2 separate regions of the Macaca mulatta genome follow, and region 1 is linked to region 2. The links are chromatin contacts, called in public Hi-C maps. All regions are on one chromosome and are shown on one strand. The core of a region is the stretch at or near the end of the contact, and the rest is flanking DNA. Distances in the headings are between cores, read along the strand shown.

The links. Hi-C and Micro-C count contacts between places; a contact is called where the count stands out from the background.
Region 1: a Hi-C map of fetal cortex germinal zone shows a contact between it and region 2, with 4 times the contacts expected there. The contact joins the enhancer-like site here to the promoter of CAMK2N1 in region 2. A contact is called at or near these places in 4 of 14 Hi-C or Micro-C datasets (fetal cortex germinal zone, fetal cortical plate, fibroblasts and 1 more).

The regions. Positions count from the first base shown.
Region 1 is chr1:220,604,272-220,610,394 of T2T-MMU8v2.0, forward strand. No RefSeq gene overlaps it. Among named protein-coding and RNA genes, the nearest start is that of VWA5B1, 76 kb to the right of the region's middle. Within about 2 kb of position 4,125, at least 6 of the 40 cell types and tissues checked have an H3K27ac peak or open chromatin away from gene starts, as enhancers often do. A contact at or near this core is called in fetal cortex germinal zone, where this site is marked.
Region 2 is chr1:220,482,685-220,489,061 of T2T-MMU8v2.0, forward strand. It overlaps CAMK2N1 (calcium/calmodulin dependent protein kinase II inhibitor 1), which reads left to right and starts at 4,742. Exons shown (of 2, transcript NM_001260527.1): 1 at 4,742-4,913; 2 at 6,377. The coding sequence starts at 4,748.

The DNA of each region.
Region 1 (6,123 bases), core at 2,875-5,374, 120 kb after region 2:
ATTACAGTCATACAAATGGATCTCTACCCAAGTGATGATGGCAAACTTTAGAAATTATTTACATCTTATTGTGATACTCTTGGAGCCCTGCAAACTTCCACTCCCCTGATGGAGTAGAAATTGAGTTCTAAGAATGAAGATGAAGGCAGATGTCTGAGGTCATGGAAGGGCAGGGATGTATGTTCAGATCAGAGCATTGATCACTGCTCTTTCTCAGGCCTTTTCCCAAGGTAACTCTAAAGGGCAGTCCAGTGAGAAAGAAAGGAAACCATTCCAGGGTTGAAAAGGTCACTGAATTTCCCCCAGCCTCTAGCATGGAAGCCCTTGGCCAGTATGGACCTGGGGCTGCTTGGGTCTTAGGGTTGGCCTGAGGGAGCAAAGCTGGGGTGCCCCTGCCCCCTTTGCACAGACAAGAAGATGGAGGCCCAAAGGGGTCAAGCGACTTTGCCCAAGGACATAAGGTTAGTTGGCAGCAGGATCAGGGCGCCCTTTTCATTGCACCACAAGACTTCCTTGGCAGGGTGCAATGTGTCCAGCCACTGGCTTCTGTCTAAAGAAAGAAAGATTCAAGGAGACATGGATTCATTTCTGGAAAAGTGGATTGGATTGGTTCTGTGGGGCCCCCAAGTAGCAGCAGTACAGCTAAAGAGTTAGGAACTCAGTGGCACTAACAAGAAGCACCTCATCGGTGTTGTGGTGAGTCAATAGGACTATCCGTGGTGATACCTATTAGGATACACTTTGCTTCTTTTATGAACGATGCTTTAGGTCTGTGTTTATTCACATGCTGAGATGTTGAGTAAGAAAGTGAAGAGGCTACACTATTGTCAGGAATAGTAATAGCCTAAATTGTATGCAAAATTGTATACGCAGACTTCCAGTGATGCAAGGAGCTATCTGCGCAACAGTGAGCTCCTCATCACTGGAGGTGAGCAAGCCCCTGGTGGGGATGAGGCAGGGAGGACTCGGGCATCTGCCGGAGAAATGGCCCAGCACCCCGATGCCCATAATGCCCACTCTCCCCCTTCTCAATTATCTGGCACCCACTCACTGGGGGCCCCTGTTTTCCAAAGCAACAAGCAGCCTGTGTGGTAATTACTTTTGGACTTATTAAGCCTAATTATCCCCTAATCGCATACAACCAGTAATTACTGTGGCTGTTACCAGGGGCCTACCCATGCAGTGCCGCCCTTAGCACTGGCGCCCAACACCCAGCTGGGGCCTGAGGTGGAGCTGGTGCTCCCTTCCGTGGGTTTGGGGGCGGAGGTGTTGGCTGGGGTGGGGCTGCTGCATCTGAGATCCCCAACCTGGAGCCCCTTCAGCCTGGGTACTGGCTGGTGAAGGAATCGCTCACAAATGCCAGCCCTGGGGCTACCCCAAGCTCCAAGCAGGCAGGGTCCTTCCAAGTACTCCCTTCCCAGTGATGGTTGCCCAGGCTGCCCTGCCTGTGCCCAAGCCATTCCCTCCTTCCGGGCTCTCTTTCTCTCCTCCTTTCCCCCTTCCTTCCCTCCAGCCTCCTATCCACTTTCTTTTCTTCCTTCAAATATTTACTGAATCTCTTTTATGTTCCTGGCTCTATTTCTAGTACTGGGGATACAACAGTGAAGGGAAAAAATGGCAAAAATCCGTGCTTTCATGGAGCTTACTGTCTACTTGGGAGAGACAGAGAATGAACAAAATCAGTAAATGATGCAGGGTATTAGAAACGGTTGAGTTCTATGAAGGAATAGAAAGCGGAATGTCAAGGAGGAGGTTTTCTTGGGCTGGAGGAGAAATTCAGTTTTAATAGGATGGCCAAATGGAGAATGGGGCATTTGAACAAAGACTTGGAAGGAGATAGGCTAAACTAGGATGACAGCTGGGGAATGTTCCAGGAAAAGGGGCCAGCCAGTGCCAAAACCTGAAGGTGCAAGCAGGTCTGGCACATTTGAGGAGCAGGGAGGGTGTCCTGGTGGCTGGAGCAGAGAAGCGAGGGGGAGAGAGGTGGGTGAGGAGGTCGGAGCTGCCAGGAAGGGGTGGAGGGCAGATAGTAGAGCCTGGTGGGGGAGTTTAAAAACTTTGGCTTTTCCTCTGAAGGAAACTTCTGAGCAGAGAGGTGAGCACTTTCTTTCTTTTGTTCTTTGAATCGGAGTCTCACTCTGTCGCCCAGGCTGGAGCACAGTGGTGGGATCTCAGCTCACTGCAACCTCCGCCTCCCAGGTTCAAGCGATTCTCCTGCCTTGGCCGGACGCAGTGGCTCACGCCTGTAATCCCAGGACTTTGGGAGGCTGAGGCGGTCAGATCACAAGGTCAGGAGATCGAGACCATCCTGGCTAACATGGTGAAACCTCGTCTCTACTAAAAATACAAAAAATTAGCCGGGCGTCGTGGCACGCGCCTGTAGTCCGAGCTACTCGGATGACTTGTACTTTTATAGCCTCCACTCTGTCCACAGGGATGGTGGAGGTTAAGGGGGGCAGGAGCCCAGGGAGGAGGAGCTGTAGCCGCAGTCCCAGTGAGAGAGGGTGGGGCTTGGGCTAAGCGGCAACGCGGAGCAGATGGCAGTGGGAGGAATCTGGAAACACCTTCAAGGTGGACATGGCAGGACCCTCTGAGGGGCTACATAGGAGGTGTCAGAGAGAGGTGTCAAGAATGGCACGAAGGTTTTTCCTCCACAAGTGGAAAACTGGAGCCGTTTCCTGAGCTGGGGCACAGCATGGGTGAAACAGGTTCTAGAGGGGAGGGCAGGGGTTCAGTGTCCGGCCAGTTGAGGTCCCACGTCCAAGGGACCTGTCAGCCTGTGGGTCAGAGGAGATGGATCTGGCTGGAGGTCTGCAGGTGGGAGCCCTTGACACGTGGATGACTGGGAAGCATCTAGGCGGGCTGTGCTCATCTAGTGAATGAATGAGGCTAGGAGCCACGAGATTCAAGGTCTGAGCCCGGTGCCTCCAGCGGTGAGGCTGGGGAGATGTAGGGGGGACCAGCAAAGGAGACTGGGAAGGGGCATTCAGAAAGGCAGAGGAGAAGGACAGCCCGGGCCAAGGAAAAGAAGCCTGGCCAGGAGAAGGGAGGAATCTCCCAGAGCCCTAGGGGACCAAATTTTGCTTCTTCCACTTCCCTGCTGCGTCCTCACACCCTTCGTCCTCACACCCTCCATCTCTCTCTCTCTTCCCCAACTCCCTCCTTCTCTCTCTCCCCCATCCCCTCTCCCTATTTCCTTCTGTGGCCTTCTCTGTCTCCCTGGGGCTCCTTCCCCGGGCCTCTCCCTCCACCCCTAACTGCCGGGCCCCTGGCAGCGGGTCGCAGGCCGCCCGGGCGCGGGGATCTCGGGTCCCCGCCTGCACGTGTCAATCCCCAGCGGCGGCGGTGTCTCGCCCCCAGCTCGCGGGCCCCGTGCCGCGCCTCCTGCCCTCGTAATGCGCTCTAATATTTATTTACATGACTTTCAGACTATTATTTATTAAGGTATCGCTGCCAAGTGTGCGCAGGCTAATTGCTCTTAATGTGCCCCCTCCCGGTTCCCACGGCGACGCCTTTGTGAAGGCAGAGCCAGCGACGCTCGGAGCGGGGAAACCGAGGACCGAGGGCGCGGAGGCTGCCGGGAGGGCGGGGGACCCAGCGGGGTCGCGGCGCGGCGTCCGCGGGGCGTGCGCGGTCGGGGCGCGGAGGGTGCTGGGAGCGCACGGGGGACGCTGGGACGCGGGGAACTCGGAGTGGGGGTCGCGGAGCTGCAGCGCGAGAGGCAGAGCCTGGGCTACATTTGCTGACTTGGCGTGGGGCGGGCGGCCCCGAGCACGAGGGGCAATGCTGGGAGCCCAGGCGGGGTCTTGGCGCCAAGTTGGGGACCGTGGGACCAAGGGAAGATGCGGGGAGCCCAGGCGGGATCTTCGCTCAGGGTGGGGACCTTGGGACCTAGGGCTGGTGCGGGCAGCGTGGGCAGGATCTGGGCAGAAGGTGGGGGACCAGGAATGCGAGGCCCGGCGGGAGCGAGGACCGACGGGTGGCGCTTGGGTCTGGTGCCGGCTCGTGTGGCCGCCGGCGGACTGACCGACGGCCGCGGGGCCCGGGGAGGGGGGCGTCGCCTCTCCCAACCCCACCCGCGTAGGCGGCGGCCTCGCCTCGCCCGGATCTCCCGACGTCAGCAGCCGCAGCCAGAGCCGGAGGGAGCGGTTTAATTGGCAGGATAATTGGCAGGATTTTGGGTTAAGGACAGCTGTGGCTTTGCGGGGTTTGTAGGAGGAGGTTGGGGAGGGTGCTCGTTGGAGGAAGGAGGGGTGAGGGCAGGGGGAAAACAGACTGAGAGACCCTCCCTGGAGGAGCGTGGAGAGGCGGGACAAAGCCAGGGGTGGGCGACCTATTGGGACGGAGAAGCAGATGAAGAGGGACATAAGATATAGTCCGGCAAAGCCAGAAGCCAGCTGGAGGCTGGAAAGACCCAGAAGGGAGCGGGAGCCTGCCACGCTGGCTTCTGCCTCCTGCCTGGTGGAGGCCCTCACCCCTCACCCCTGTTGCCGGGACCACCCACGCCCCATGCATTAGTACTGCCCCACTCTAGGCAGTCGTTGTGGTTAGGAAAGGGGCTAACTTGAGAACACTGATTCATTTAATTTTATTATTGGTACTGTGTGTAGTGTCTGCCAACTCCTAGGCCTTGCTGGTGTCACCCTGAAAGTTCTCTGGGCTGAGAATCACAGCTTAATAAAATCCAGGGAACTGTGCCCTGCCCCTCCCACCCCACTCCATAAAGATGGATTCAAAGCCAGCTGTGCAGGGGCCTCCTGGGACCCTCTGCTGAGCCACACTGGGCCAAGCACATTTCTTGGTGTGAACATGAGTGAGGTAGGCACGGTGATTTTCTGGATGGGCAAACGAAGGCCCTGAGAGGTAAAGTCACTTGCCCAGCTAGTGAGAGGCAGATGCTGGCTGGCCAGAGAGGTCAGCCCAGAAGCTCATGCATGATTTGCTACCCAAGGCCAAACTTCTGATTGATGGTGGTTGTAATTTCTTCCTGTCCCAAAGCCTGGAGGGAAGTTGTCCTGGTGGCTGTGGGAACTTCTGGCACTGAATCTGGATGCTCTGCCTGGTTGGTGGTTACTGGAGGCTCAAGGTGGCTGTTTGGGTTCCTGAGCTCGTTTCTCCATCCCTGGACCAGGTGCACCCATGCTGGACTCTGCCACCTGAAAGCTGGGCTTTTTGGCCTGAGGAAGAGTCCATGTCTCCAGGAAAGCAGACACAACCTCACAGCAAGCAAGGGCGGGGTGGAGGCAGTCTCCTTCACCCTCTCATCCTTGAATGCTCTCAGGTCTGGAAGCAAGATATTTAACATACAGCCTCAGAGCTGGAGGGAACCTTAGGAGTTATCCAGTTTACCTCCCTCTTTTAACAGACAGGGAAACTGAGGCCCAGAGAGGCGAAGGGACTTGCCTAGGGGCACATAATCTGTGCACCTGTAGTGAGCTGTGCCTTCGCTGAATGATTCCTGGGAGCCGTGGACAGCCCATCCCCCCATCTTATTGCAGTATCCAGGGATCTGGGTTTTACTACCAATTGGAGAGGGCAGCAGGATTTGTCTTCTGCGGGCCCCACCTGTTCTTCCAGCCTGTTTCCAGATCTTGCTCCCCTTCCATCTAGGGTTCCCTGCTGCCCTAGGGCCCCACCTCCACCATCCTAAGTATCTAGTTTGTGTGCATGGCGCCTCTGCCGTCACTTATCTCTAGCCCTCACCTCTATGTGTAACACATACGTTTTCACGGTGGCTCTTTTGAAGACATTACCTGTATTAGTCCATTTTCTGTTGCATATAACAGAATAACTGAAGCTAGGTAATTTATAAAGAAAAGGAATTTATTTCTTACAGTTATGGAGGCTGGGAAATCCAAAGTTAAGGGGGTATATCTGGGGAGAGCCTTCTTGCTGGTAGGGACTCTGGTGTCCTGAGGTGGTGCAGGGCATCACATGGTGAGGAGGCTGAGTGTGCAGATGGCAAATGTGCTAGCTCAGGTCTTGTCCTTTTTTTTTCTTTTTCTTTTTCTTTTTCTTTTTTTTTTGAGATAGAGTTTTGCTCTTGTTGCCCAGGATGGACTATAGTGGCATGATCTCGGCTCACTGCAACCTCCGCCTCCTGGGTTTAAGTGATTCTCCTGC
Region 2 (6,377 bases), core at 3,492-5,991:
CCAACTCTGGCTCAGAGTGGTGATTCCCTGCTGGGTGGTCACTTAACCTCTCCCGAGGTGACCAGCTGGCTATTGACAGGGCATTGTCCCCTGGCCTCTCTTCCTGACTGTCTAGGGTCTGAGCCGACCCTGGCAAACCTCAGCATTCCCAGCACCCCTTCTCCACAGGAGCCTGGGCTTGGCCTGCCATCCAATGCCCAGGTGAAGGAACGGACCCCAGAAGGCAGGCACAGAGGCCTGGACTGGGCTGTACCACAGCCATGTTCTTCCCTACGTCTTGTCATCACTGTCTGATGTCGCTGCCTGTGCTTCAGTTTCCCTGTCTGGATTGGAGGGAGAAGATTAGATCAAGGGGAGACTGATGTGTGCTGAGCCTCTCTTCTGTGCTGGGTGCTGCTGGGGCTGACCTTCCCCTTTCTTATCCCACCTGCTTGAGTGTGGGGCTTGGTGCCCAGTCTGGACTATCAAATACGTATTTTCAATCCTGGAATGTCTGTGCTGAAAGGCCCCATGGAAATGGCCTGGTCCTGTGGTTCTTATTTCTAGAGTCCCGGGATTTGGTGAAGGAGTTTCAGATGAAGTTTCAGGGGGAGGTTGGAGTAAGGCCCTGGGACACCCCCCGCCCTTTTCTTCAATCAGGTTTTATCTACTTTGGATTTGGGAAAACCGGTTTTGCCACTGAAAAGATGTGATCTTCTCCAGGTTTCCCATTGGGTGATGTAGAGTCAGAGGCAGCTTTCTCAAAGCCACAAAGACAGCCCATAGCAAATAATAACAACCACCTTTATTGAGGACGGACTCTGCTAGGCGTGGTGTGTGTATGCTCTCTTTCCCCCAATAACCACCAAGTAATAATGATTTTTATGCCCATTTGACAGATGAAAAAACTTAGGCACGAGAGTGAAAGGATTACAGACCTAGGAAATGACAGAGCAGGGCTTTGAACTTTTTTTTTTTTTTTTTTTTTGAGATGGCATCTCACTGTGTTGCCCATGCTGGGATGCAGTGGTGCAATCATGGCTCATGCAGCCTCAACATCCCTGGCTCAAACAATCCTCCCCGATCAGCCTTCCAAGTAGGTGGGACCACAAGCGTGCCCCACCATGTCCATTCATTTTTAAATTTTTTGTAGAGATGAGGGTCTTGCTATGTTGCCCAGGCTGGTCTTGAACTCCTAGACTCAAGCAATCCGACTGCCTCAGCCTCCCAAAGTAGGAGGGATTATAGGCGTGAGCCACCGCGCCCAACCAGGGCTTTGAACTTGACTGCCTCAGTGGGCTCTTCATCCTAGACTACTGCCCCAGACCATGTACTGTCAGGCTTCCTTGTGGGGAGGTGGGGAGAGAAGTCTTCATTCCTGCCTCATTAGGTTCCGTCACCTGGGTCTGGCCTCTTCAACACAGCTCTGGGCCTCTGGTTCAGAGCCAGCCTCTTGGCTTCCGAAGCTGGGCAATTAATGAGCAAATAGTCATGGAGATGCTTTTCAAGCTGTCAAGTGCCATGTGCTGGGAGGCGCGTGTGCTTCCTGAAGGGGGTGGGTACTGAGTTGGGAAAGTGGGATGCTGTCACCTTTAACCTTATTTGGAACAAGGCAAGGTAAACATAAAAACAGATGGGGTGGAAAAGGGACTTCTCTTCTTGCTCTCACTTGCTGTGCGCGCAGGGATTCGTCAGCCCTCACTAAGTCGTTCTGCTTACCTTCTGTGCAGTGGGACTGTCCTAGGTGCTCCGCGTGTAAATTGCTTTGTGCTTCTCAGCAGCAAGGAAGGAGCCAGGTGGATGTGAGATGAATGGGGTGGTCCCAGCCCTGCACTGCAGGGAGTCCCCTACGGAATCAGGGCTGGCCACAGTGGCTTCTCCTGGCTCTATCGCTAGGCTGTGACCTTGGGCAAGTCACTTATCCTCTTTCTGCTACGTCAGTTAAACAGGGATGCAACGTCTCCTCTTTCTACCTCAAAAGGTATTTATTTTGAGAAGCAAGGTCAATAATAGATGTGAAAATGCTTTGGGGGAAAATAAGAAAGCAGGAGACAAATGTCAGCGCTTCTTGGAACTTTATCATCCTGCTTGTTATGCTCTTGTTTTCTCTCTTAACACTTCGCCTTGGCGCTAACCTCAAAGCAGTCACTCGGGAAAGCCCTAATGAATGAGCCAGGTGGCTTGTGGAGAGGAACAAGGTCAGTCTGGGGACCTGAGGCTTCTGTCGTAGACAAGCTGTGGGATTTGGGGTTAGCCCCTGGCCCTCTGGGCTTCCGTTTCCCCATATGGAAATGAGGGCTAGGCCCCGCTCATCTCTAAGGATTCTCCCAGCTCCTGTGGTCCTGAAATGGTGCGAATGAAGTGCTACCGTTCTTTCTCACTCATTAAGTCATCTCTCAAAAGTCTATTGCACATCCACTCTCAGCCAGGCATCAGAGCCTGATTTTATTTTTGTTTTCATAACTGTCCTTCAGGGTACACAGGTAGTAGCTAACCATATACCCATCGGACAGCTGAGACCATGGAAGCTCAGAGAAGAGAGATGACCCGCTCAGGGTCGCACAGTCAGCAAACCACGGGGCTGGGATTCAAACCCAGACCTAAACCCAAGGGACATCTTTATTCCACCTGCCACATAGCTTCAGTCTCCGTTTTCTCTGCTCCCTTCCTCCTCCCCGCATGGGATCTGGCTTCCCGAGGCCAGCCAATCCTTTTACACAGTTTGGAGAGGGGGCTGGACTGACTCCCCCCTCCACCAGATGTTATACCAGGAAAAAACCTCCCCCTTCTGCCTCCAGCTCCCACCCGCCGGCGTTCTAGATGGGAGGGGAGAGCTCCTTTCACTGTTGATGGGACCCCTTGCAGGGCAGCAGGATGAGCCAGGTGAGATACACCTGGGCCACCTGGATGTGTTTCCCAGCCCTGCCTCCAGCAGCTGGCATGACCTTGGGGTCATTGCCCCTCCCCGTGGTCAGGCGGCTCTGCTAAGTAAAGACGGTCTCCAGCGGAGGGCAGGTGCTGTTGGCTCCGGCGAAGATAATGAGCGCTCCTCATGCACCTTGCCCCCTCGGAGTTACCATCTGCTTGGCAGATGCGCCTCCCAGGCCTCTGGGGCTGCCCCAGTCTCCCTCCCGGCATCGAGAAGCCCGCTTCTCATCTCAGAGGCCGTAGTCTCTCCACAGGGCGCACGGCTGTTGCTGGAAGGGAGGCCCCCGAGGGCAGAGGGCGGCAGGCCCGGGACGTCCCCAGCGGAGGCAGAGGACGCCGGGAGCCAGGCATCCCGGGCGAGCCCGGCGTAATGAGGCGCTCCCTTCTCCTGCGGGAGGCGGGGCTGCCCCTTCTCTCTCCCCCTCCTCCTCCTGGAGGCCCCGCGGGAGCCGGAGTCCAGCGCCGTTGGGCGGGGGCGGTGGGGAGTGAGGCCTTCCAGGTCGGACTGAGCCAGGGCGGGAGAAGAGTGTGAGGCCCCAGTGGCTGGGCCCTCGGGGTCTGAATTGGGTAGCAAGTGCGGTGGGGAGGAGGGGCTCCCTGGTTTGCAGCTGGCGGGGGAGGCTGTGTTCGTGGGTCGCCCTGGAGCCCTCCGATCTTTGCCCCGCAGCATCTGCCCCCAGGGAGGTCAGCATGCTTCCGCCCTTCCCCGCGTGTGCGTCGTGGGTCCGCTCCCCTTCCGGCTCCCGCAACCCCCACTCCCCCCGAGGTCCCCTCAGGATGCAGAGCCGGCTGCGGGGCGGGCGCGCACCAGCTCCGGGCCCCGTAAACACCCGCGAGCGGGACGGCGGGGGCTGGGGGCGGGGGCAGGAAGCTAGCGGCTGCCCGGGCCGGCCGGCGCGGCCCCGTGACGTCGCTCCGCTCGCAGGGATCTCTCCCCGAGGCCCGCGGGTCCCCTCCTCCCCGCCTCCTCCCGCCCTCCTCCCCGCGCCTCGCCTCGGCGCCGCGGCCGGCATTTCTCCTCGCAGCTCGCTGCCTCCTCTATCCCTGCCTCCCTCTCCCCCCTCTGTCTTTCTCCCTTCCTTCCCTCTCCGACCCTCTTCCTCTCCCTCCCGATCCTTTCCCTCCTCCTCTCATCTTTCCCCTGTCTCTCCGTTCTAGCTCGTCCCCCACCACCTTTTCTTCTTTCTCCTCCTCTCCTTCCTCTCCCCCTCTCCTCTGTCTCCTTCCACCGTTTCCCCTGCCTCCCTGTCTTTCAGTCCCTGTTTTTCTCCCCGTCTCCCTCTCGGTTTCTCTCCCCCACCCTCCCTCTGGGTTTCCTCCCCCGGTGCCCTCCCTCCTCTCTCCCTCCCCTCCCCCTCCGCCCCTCGCAGCCCCGCGGCTCGCAGCTCCCAGTCTGCCTCCCCGAACCGGCGCCGCCGCCCGCACTCGCCGCAGGACCGGCCCGCCCGGCTCCCGGGGTGCGCCCTCCTCGGTCCCGCGCCCTCTGGGCTCGCAGGGACGCCTCCTCCCTCCCGGCTCGCGGCCCCGCCCGGCCCGGCCCCCGCCCAGAGCCCCAGCGCGCCGAGGATGTGAGTCCTGCTCGCCTCTGGCGGAGCAGCAGCCACTCGCGCGCGGAGCCGGAGCGCAGCGCAGCGCAGCCGCGGGCGCTCTCCGGGCCGCTCGCGCGGGTGCCGCGCTCTTGCCCTAGCGGCGTCCCCCGGCCTCTCGCCGGCGCCACCGCCGCAGCAGCCCGCGGGCCGTCCCCGGCCGGCCGCCCCCGGCCCCAGCGCCGCTGACCCTGTCCGCCGCGGGCGGGGACGCGGGCGGAGGAGGCGCCGCGGCGGAGCCCCCGGACGCGACCATGTCGGAGGTGCTGCCCTACGGCGACGAGAAGCTGAGCCCCTACGGCGACGGCGGCGACGTGGGCCAGATCTTCTCCTGCCGCCTGCAGGACACCAACAACTTCTTCGGCGCCGGGCAGAACAAGCGGCCGCCCAAGCTGGGCCAGATCGGCCGGAGCAAGCGGGGTGAGTTCTCGGCCCCCTTCCCTGACATCCCCTTTTTCCCGCGCGGCGGCCTGAACAAGGGTTGCGGAGGTCTCCCACCCGCTGGAACCGGTTCAGACCCGACGGAATCCCCTCCTGCAGAATTGGGGGATCCCGCACTGCGGGTCCGGCTGAAGCGGGTTCCAGGAACGCGTCCTCCTAAGCCCGATCCCCGGCTGGGTCACCCCGGGGGCGTGGCGGCTTCTAGCTGCAGCTGGGGGTCCTCACCCGCGGCAAAGTTTGCTTTTTGATTTGCGCCCCCCACCCCCGCCTTTTGCGCAGTGTAGTCGCAGCTGCGCTCTCTCCACAACCCTGGGGGGAGGGGGTCCCAGGGTCCCCCAGGGGACGGCGTGGGGACCTGCGTGGGGAGGATCCCATTCCTGCAGGGAAGGCTAGGGCGTTTGGGTCTCACGGGGTTTTCATTGTTACTTGGCCTGGGTGGGGGTTTGCCAGGCCTGGGCGATCCGCGCGAGAGCTGGAAAAGCCCCAGAGAGGCGGAGAGGCAGAGAGGCTCCGAGAGGAGCTCCAGAGGCGCGGGGACAATGAGGGGGACCGACGTCTGCCAAGAGAGACTGAGACGCAGGGATGGAGGGGAGGGGGTACGCGGGAGACCGAGGGTGGCAGAAACCGAGACAAAGCTCCCGAGAGGGGAGCTGAAGCGGGAGAGACAGAGCCGAGGACGCGCGTATGGGGAGAAAGCAGAAGCCGCCGAAACAATAAAGGCGACCGACGCCTTAGACAGGGAGACCCAGAGACCTCGATCGGCGGCCGTCGCGCCGAGGGACTGATGGAGGGACTGAGAAAGACGAGGCTAGGTGGAGACGGTGAGAGAGGCGGAAGTTACCGCGAGTGTCCCTGCCGCAGCGGGGAGCGCGGGCGGCGGAGTCCGTCGGCCGGCGATTTGGAGAGGGCGCGCAGGAGGGGGCGCCCGCCCAGGCCAGGCCCTAACTCCCACCCGCTGCGCGTCGTGGGAACCGGCTTTGGCGTCCCCTCTTGGCTCCGCGCATCTCCACACCTAGCCTTGCCCAGCGGAGCTGCGCTCGGGACTCCCCGGGGGTCCCGAGACCCAAAGACTTTGGCTCTCTCTCCTATCACAGCTCCAGACATTTCTGTCTAAATTAGTGCACCTGGTGCGGGGAGAACTCCGCCAGTGCGCGCCCCGGCTGCAGCAGGAGCGGCTGGATTGGCGCCCTCTCTGTTTCCTTTTCTCAGAATGGAGCTGGGACGCAGGCTGGAGGATAGGGGATGTTGGGGTGGTTCAGAGGAAAGCAGGGAAGGGACCCCTGGCAGGGGCGGAGGAGGATGGAGCTGTTTCACCGCGCAGTGAGCCCTGCTCCCTCCCCCTCTCCTCTCCCGACCTCCCACTCTGGGCAAAACGGGAAATGTCAGAGACCTCTGGCTAGGCCCAAGTGCGCTCACCTCTCTTTTCCCCCCTTTTTTTGCAGT